Regions from separate parts of the Canis lupus genome. Here region 1 is linked to region 2. The links are chromatin contacts, called in public Hi-C maps. All regions are on one chromosome and are shown on one strand. Each heading gives the region's core, a stretch centred on a gene start, on an enhancer-like site or on the middle of the called end of the contact. The rest is flanking DNA. Distances are from core to core; before and after follow the strand shown. Region 1 has its middle 120 kb from the start of SLC5A3. Region 2 has its middle 54 kb from the start of SLC5A3.

Evidence for each region. Hi-C and Micro-C count contacts between places; a contact is called where the count stands out from the background.
Region 1: a contact with region 2 is called in a Hi-C map of amygdala, with 1.7 times the contacts expected there. The contact joins two enhancer-like sites. A contact is called at or near these places in 2 of 9 Hi-C or Micro-C datasets (amygdala and blood).

What each region holds. Positions count from the first base shown.
Region 1 is chr31:29,311,531-29,314,547 of UU_Cfam_GSD_1.0, reverse strand. No RefSeq gene overlaps it. Among named protein-coding and RNA genes, the nearest start is that of SLC5A3, 120 kb to the right of the region's middle. Within about 2 kb of position 1,352, at least 10 of the 20 cell types and tissues checked have an H3K27ac peak or open chromatin away from gene starts, as enhancers often do.
Region 2 is chr31:29,248,045-29,251,213 of UU_Cfam_GSD_1.0, reverse strand. No RefSeq gene overlaps it. Among named protein-coding and RNA genes, the nearest start is that of SLC5A3, 54 kb to the right of the region's middle. Within about 2 kb of position 1,818, at least 4 of the 20 cell types and tissues checked have an H3K27ac peak or open chromatin away from gene starts, as enhancers often do.

The DNA of each region.
Region 1 (3,017 bases), core at 103-2,602, 64 kb before region 2:
GGCCCCTAGCGGAACTGGGGCATCCACCTTTTCTATCTCCCTATGTTTGGCTTGGTTCACCCATCTCAGGCTTTTGGAAGGGGGGTGGCCCCTTCTTTCTGTTCCCTGGATCTTCCTGAAGCTTCATACTCTCCTTTAGGAAGAAAAACCTGTATTTTCCCCCTTTCCTTCCTCGCAGATAGCTCAGGGCGCATGGTCCCCCTCCCCCGCTTCCAATCCCAGAAGAAGCCATTGTGATTGTCTTTTGGCAGAACCAGCTCTCCCGCAAGGTTGCATTCTAATTTTTGGACTCTGTTCACTAGGTCGGTCCTTTCACATTGCAAGGAGCAGAAACAGGCCCGGATCCCCCCGAATAACGTGGATTTAATGCAATAATTCACCTGGAGTAAAGACAGATAGGGATCTGGTAACACAGCCCAGCTTCGTGGAAATGCAGCCGGCTGCCCAGCAGCCTCACTCCAGGGCTGGAACACAGGCTCCCCAGCGCCTCCCCCTTCTCTGTCTGGCCAACTCCTCTCCTCCTATCTGGGATCTGCATCTCCTCCTCCTCCTCCTCCTCCTCCTCCTCCTCCTCCTCCTCCTCCTCCTCCTCCTCCGCACTGGCAGCTGAGCAAGATGTCCCTTCTTTGTGGCCTTGGAATTGTCTGTGCGGCTCTGGGCGATGGCACTGATCTTACTGCCTGGGGTCCTGGGTGCCCTCTCCATCTCCCTCCACACCTTCGTTAGAAATACACCTTCGCTAACTCCTCATCTTTCGCTCTCTAGGACCCACCGGCCACTTCTCAAAAAGGTCGCCAGAGTCCTCGGAAGGAGAGATCTAGAAAGGTGGCCAGTTCATTCATTCTCCCTACACGCACTGAGTTGCAAAGCCCGGTGCGGGAACTTGGAGGAGAAACCCAGGCAGGACTTAACAGCTTGCTTGTGCCAGACGGGAGCTGAGGACCGTGCTCTCCTCTCTTTCTCTCTCTCTCTCTCTCTCTCTCTCTCTCTCTCTCTCTCTCTCTCTCTCCCCGCCCCCCACCCCCCGTCACGCGCGGGCATCGCCAGCTTTTCGTGCATTTGCAGAATTGAAAGCTTTTCTTGCAGAGAGGTGGGGAGAACAAGGGGGGGGGGAAAAAGCCACCAGCTTGTTGCGCGGCGGCTCGGGTGAAGCGCCTGGCAGCGGGGCCGCGCAGCTCGGGGACCCGGCGTGGGGACCGGCTCGGGGACCGCAGCGGAATGCGGAGCGCACGACGCCGCCAGGGGCCGCCGCAGCCGCCGCGGGCGCATGGAAATTTCCACCGGCCTGCAGAGCTTGCACAATCGCGTCTCATTGGCCGAGCGGGGGTGTCTGTCCCGCGTGGGGACGGCGATTAGATTAGCCAGGGAGCCCTCCTCAGTGGGCTTGGCAGGGTTCTGATTAATCAGGCCAGCGGGGCCAGGGACGGGAGGCCGGGCAGTGGGGCGGGGGGGGGGGGGGGGGGGGGAGCCAGGAGGAGCCCAAGCCTGTTATCAAAGCCAGCTCAGTGAAGCCTTTGGATGTCACCTTTCGACACAGAAAATGCTCCAGTGAGCCGGGAACGGTCAGGGGTAGACACGAGAATTTGCCTCTTCATAAGAAAATTCCCCTAGAAACCACAGGAAAATAAGATTCCGGGTGCTTAAATCCTGCTGCCTGCGCCCCCCTCCAGCTCTCCCTCCGTTCCCCACCCCCTTCCCTTCCCTTTAAAGTCTTCCTTCCAGACCCTGGTGTTGAAGCCTTTGAGCATGCAATGGCCCGTCCCCAGGGTCAATCAAGAAATGCAGACAGTGAAAGACAATCAGAAAAAGGGAGAGGAGACCTCTCAGGGCTCTTGGAGGATCAGCATGAACTCGCCACACTGGCATAAAAACATGCAGCAAGATGTGAGAAGAACATCACTGTGCTCAGACTGTTGGCTTAATGGAATTTATGTGTGAGCTGGGCATGTTGACTTATGATTAAAAATACTACCCTTGTTTTGTTTGCTTCCGAAGTTTCTGGCATTAGGAAGCTCCTTTCTGGAACTTATCGCTAAATCTGCCACAAAGCCAAGCTCTGGCTCTGGATGAATGTTTGGTGAGTGAATGAATGATGTTCCCTGCAGTCTGCAGGTGTGTCCTCACCTGCAGACAGCAGTGTGAGCTTCTGGGTCCTAGCGCTGGTTCTGTCATCTGCAGTCACCTGACCTTGGACAATTCATCATTTCGTTCAGCCTCAGATTCCCTGCTTTGAGAATGGCACAGGTCGGTTCCTCAAGAAGTAAAGAAATGACCATATGACCCAAATCCACTACCAGGTATACACCTAGAAGAACTTGGAAACAGGTGCTCAAAACAGATACTCAGTACACAACTGTTCATAGCAGCGCTATTCACCATAGCCCAATGGTGGAGGAACCCCAAGTGGCCATCCAAGATGAACAGATACATAAACAGAATGTGGGTATGCATACCACGGAATATTACTCAGCCATAAAAAGGAACAGTACTAGGAAAAAAAAAAGGAACAGTACTGAAACATCCTACAACATGGATGAACCTCAAAAGCATGATCCTAGGTGAAAGAAGGCAGACACAAAAGGCCACATGTTGTAGGATTCCATTTATATGACGTATTCAGTAGAGATGAATCTATAGACACAGGAAGTGGTTGGTGGTTTCCAGGGGCTGGGGTGTAACCAGCTTAAATGAATACGGGCTTTCTCTTGGGGGTGATGAAAATGTTTTGGAAAGAAACAGAGGTGGTGGTTACATGACAGTGTGGATGTACTAAATGCTGCTGAAATGCTCACTTTCAAATGGCTAATTTTAGGTCGTATGAATTTTGCCTCAATTTAAAAACTGTAATGGGACTAATAATAAAATTACCCAGCCGAGGGTTAGGTGTGATATCTGCACAGAAACGTCTGAGCAAGTTCAACATCTTATTCTTTGATGCCCTCTGTGCTATTCCTTGGGCCACATATTGGTGAGGACAGGGGGCTTTGTGATGTCAACCTACACCCCAGCACCAGGGA
Region 2 (3,169 bases), core at 569-3,068:
TGATAACCCACTCCTTACATCCTGAAGACGGCCACGGAGAAGCCATTCTGAAGTCCAGATGAGCTGCTGTTCAAGGGAAGGGAGCCCGAAGAGGAAAGTCTCAGTGTCTCCAGAGGAATACAAGAGCCCTCTGCCCCACCACCAGTCTGGCCCTAAGAGGGGAGGATCAAGAGGATTCAAGAACCACAATTAAATACCAATCTTTACTTTTTCCCCTAACCAAGCTAGGCAGAACCAAAAACAAGACCATAGTCACAATACATGTGGACTTTCTTATCTCCATCCTCACAATTTAAGCTAGAGTAGTTGAGAATTATGACTACAATTCCAAGTGCCTAGACATACCTCAAAGCTGGCCTTCCAATTAGGAAAAAAAAATTTCTCCAAACAGTTTTCCATTCTCTAATCAACAATTAAATCAGTAAATGGACAAATCATATTGGAAAATCCAGTTTAGCAATCTAAAGTGTAATGATCTATATATTCCCAGCACCTTCAGTCCTGTGCTGCTCAGTGGCACCAGGTAGCCAAGGCCCATGTCAGCACCACCACCGCCTTAAACACAAAGCCCAGCAGTGTTTACATTTAAAGGTGTGTTTTCCCTTGTGTGGTTCTAATTACAAAATCACACTTGGTCTTCAAGGCAGAAATCAGTCTTACCCAAGCCATCTCTCTTTTCTACAGAACAGCACTTCACACTGATGCAGAACCAACTCCGCAGAAGTGCAAGTAGAGGGACGACAGGTACCAAGCAAGGAGATAAAGTACAAAAAAATGTTCAATATACTAATGCCATTCTCATTGCAGATTCCAGTGTTCAAAAGGTGGAGGGAACTATTTCATAGGCAGAGCCTGCCCGTGTGGCATTCCAGGTGATGAGTTACCCTTCTCTGCATTTCTTAAGAGACTCAACACTACACATCTCCCCATGAGCATGACTAAAACCCCAGGGATCTGAGAAGACCCAGAGAATGGCTTCCCCAGGACAGACTGAGCCCAATCCTGGGAAACCAGGCCACTGGGAACACTCCATCCACAGCAGTAGCTTCCCCAGGGAGCCAGCAGCTCTCACTAGCCTTCCACTCCTCCTCTGGGGTCCTGCCCCTAGACTCACTCCCCTTAGTCTCAAATTCCGAATTCCGCTAAGGCTGTCACCACCCCTACCTCCCACCCCCCTCCCTCCCACCCCCAGGTTGTTGAGGGAAGATATGTGTCTTCTTGCAGTGCTTAAAGGTCGTGATTGGTTTTTATTTCACTTTTGTCTTAGCCCTGCTATTTACAAGTTTACCGCAAAAGCGCTTGCCTGAATTTGAGTTATATTCTTTGTCTCTGTTTCTCTCAGACACAGTCGCACACTCACAGCCTCCCCTTCCCCCTAGCAGACAAGTGGAAATTTCCACTGAAACGCTCAGTGGCTCACGGTGGGTGGGGGGTGGAGAAGGGGGATGGGAGGGATTTGAAACCAAGAAGCATCTTCAAGCCTCTCTCAGAGGATAGGAAACAGATCTATCTGAATGCCAGTTTCTAGACTGTTAAACCTTGCTTGATCAGTTAAACCTTGCTCGATTCAGGCTTCACTGAGAGTGAATTCTTTACCTAAAAACCAAGGAACCCTCTGCATGGAAAAGCCCTATTTCTTTTTATATCTGTTGGGGCTCATGCATTTTTAAAACCACTAAACCTAGTGAAGAATCCTTACAAATCTCAGGAAGCTGCCACTAAAAAAGAAACCCCCAAGGCCGCAGCAGCTCTGCCTTGAAACCCGGTTGTGCAGCACCTTCACACAAGAATGGGGTCAGGATGCTGGCCTGGACTTAATGCTGGCAGGAAAGCACGAGAACATGGAAATGTTAGCTAACAGGAAAACTACAGAGAAGAATCAATCTCCTCTAGAGAGGGTGCCAGGTCTCTTGGAGTAAGCTGCAGACACATTTGGGGAGAGAGTCAGTAAAATTCCACTGATTCACCATAGAGTCAGTTATTTTTATCATTCTGCTTACCCGTAAATAGACGGGTATCTTATATGTAGGCCAGCAGATCTTATAAGCACCTATTTACATTTTAATACAGATGAGAATGGAGAAAGAAGGGACGACAGTCAAGAAAAGCCTCCTTCACTTCCTAAGAATTCCTTTAGGCACGCCTTCTGGGGTAAGTCCTATCTCAGAGCAGCAAAATCAGACCTTGTAACAACGGTCAAAGCCCAACAGGGGCATTGTTTTACAAACACACACAAGCCCAACGCTGAAATATGGACCACAGTCTCTTCTACAGTTCTCTCTCCTCCAGCAGAAAGCCCATTCAGTCTCAATCCAGCCCCATCTAGTGGAAAGAGAGCCTTATACTAGTAATTGCAGCCCTGAAGTCTGACACTGGAATGGTTCTGGCAGAGGGTGACTGACACCACGACTCAAAATACCCATCCCTTTCTAGCAAGGGTTTAAAGGAGCATCTACTCCTACTGCTCCCCTCTGCATATGTGACACCATCACCTTTTAGACTGAGAAATACAGTAGGAATCTTCTACAACACCAACCTTCCCTTTCTCAGAGCTGATGAAAGAATGAAGGTGAACATCTGAAGGTACAAAGTAGAGAAAAATCTATGGGCCCCCAGGAAACCAAAGCAAATCCAGAGCTGAGAATGAATTTCGGAACTTTTAAAACCTGCCCCCACCCCCTTCTTCCCCAACTCTGAGTCATGCTTCAACCGCTTCCAGACACTGCCTGGAAACAACAGGTGGTGAGTGAGGCCAGAGCCTCCATCTAGAAATCTGGTCCAGAAGACCCAAACTTCCTAACCACCCCAGCATGGCCCAAGGAGCAACAGGGGCATCTGGTTAATTCCTTTTTGGTCTAATTTCACATCACCTGGGGTACACCTTAACAAGTATTTGGAATATAACAAGTGTACTTGATTTTTTGGCATAGACTGGTCAGAGATTGATATAATAATAAATACCAGGTCCTAACACTCCCTCTGGGGAGGCTCCCCAGATAACTGTGAGGCAGCAGTATCTCTCCTATCTATCCACTTTTCTACACATCTTTATTTTGGGCCCCCTTAGCATGCATTTGGAGGAAGGTGGTGAGGATGCAGAGTGATAAAGGCAATCACCCAACAAGATGGGAAGTAACTGCCACAGACGCTTATCAGCCAGGCCAGGTAA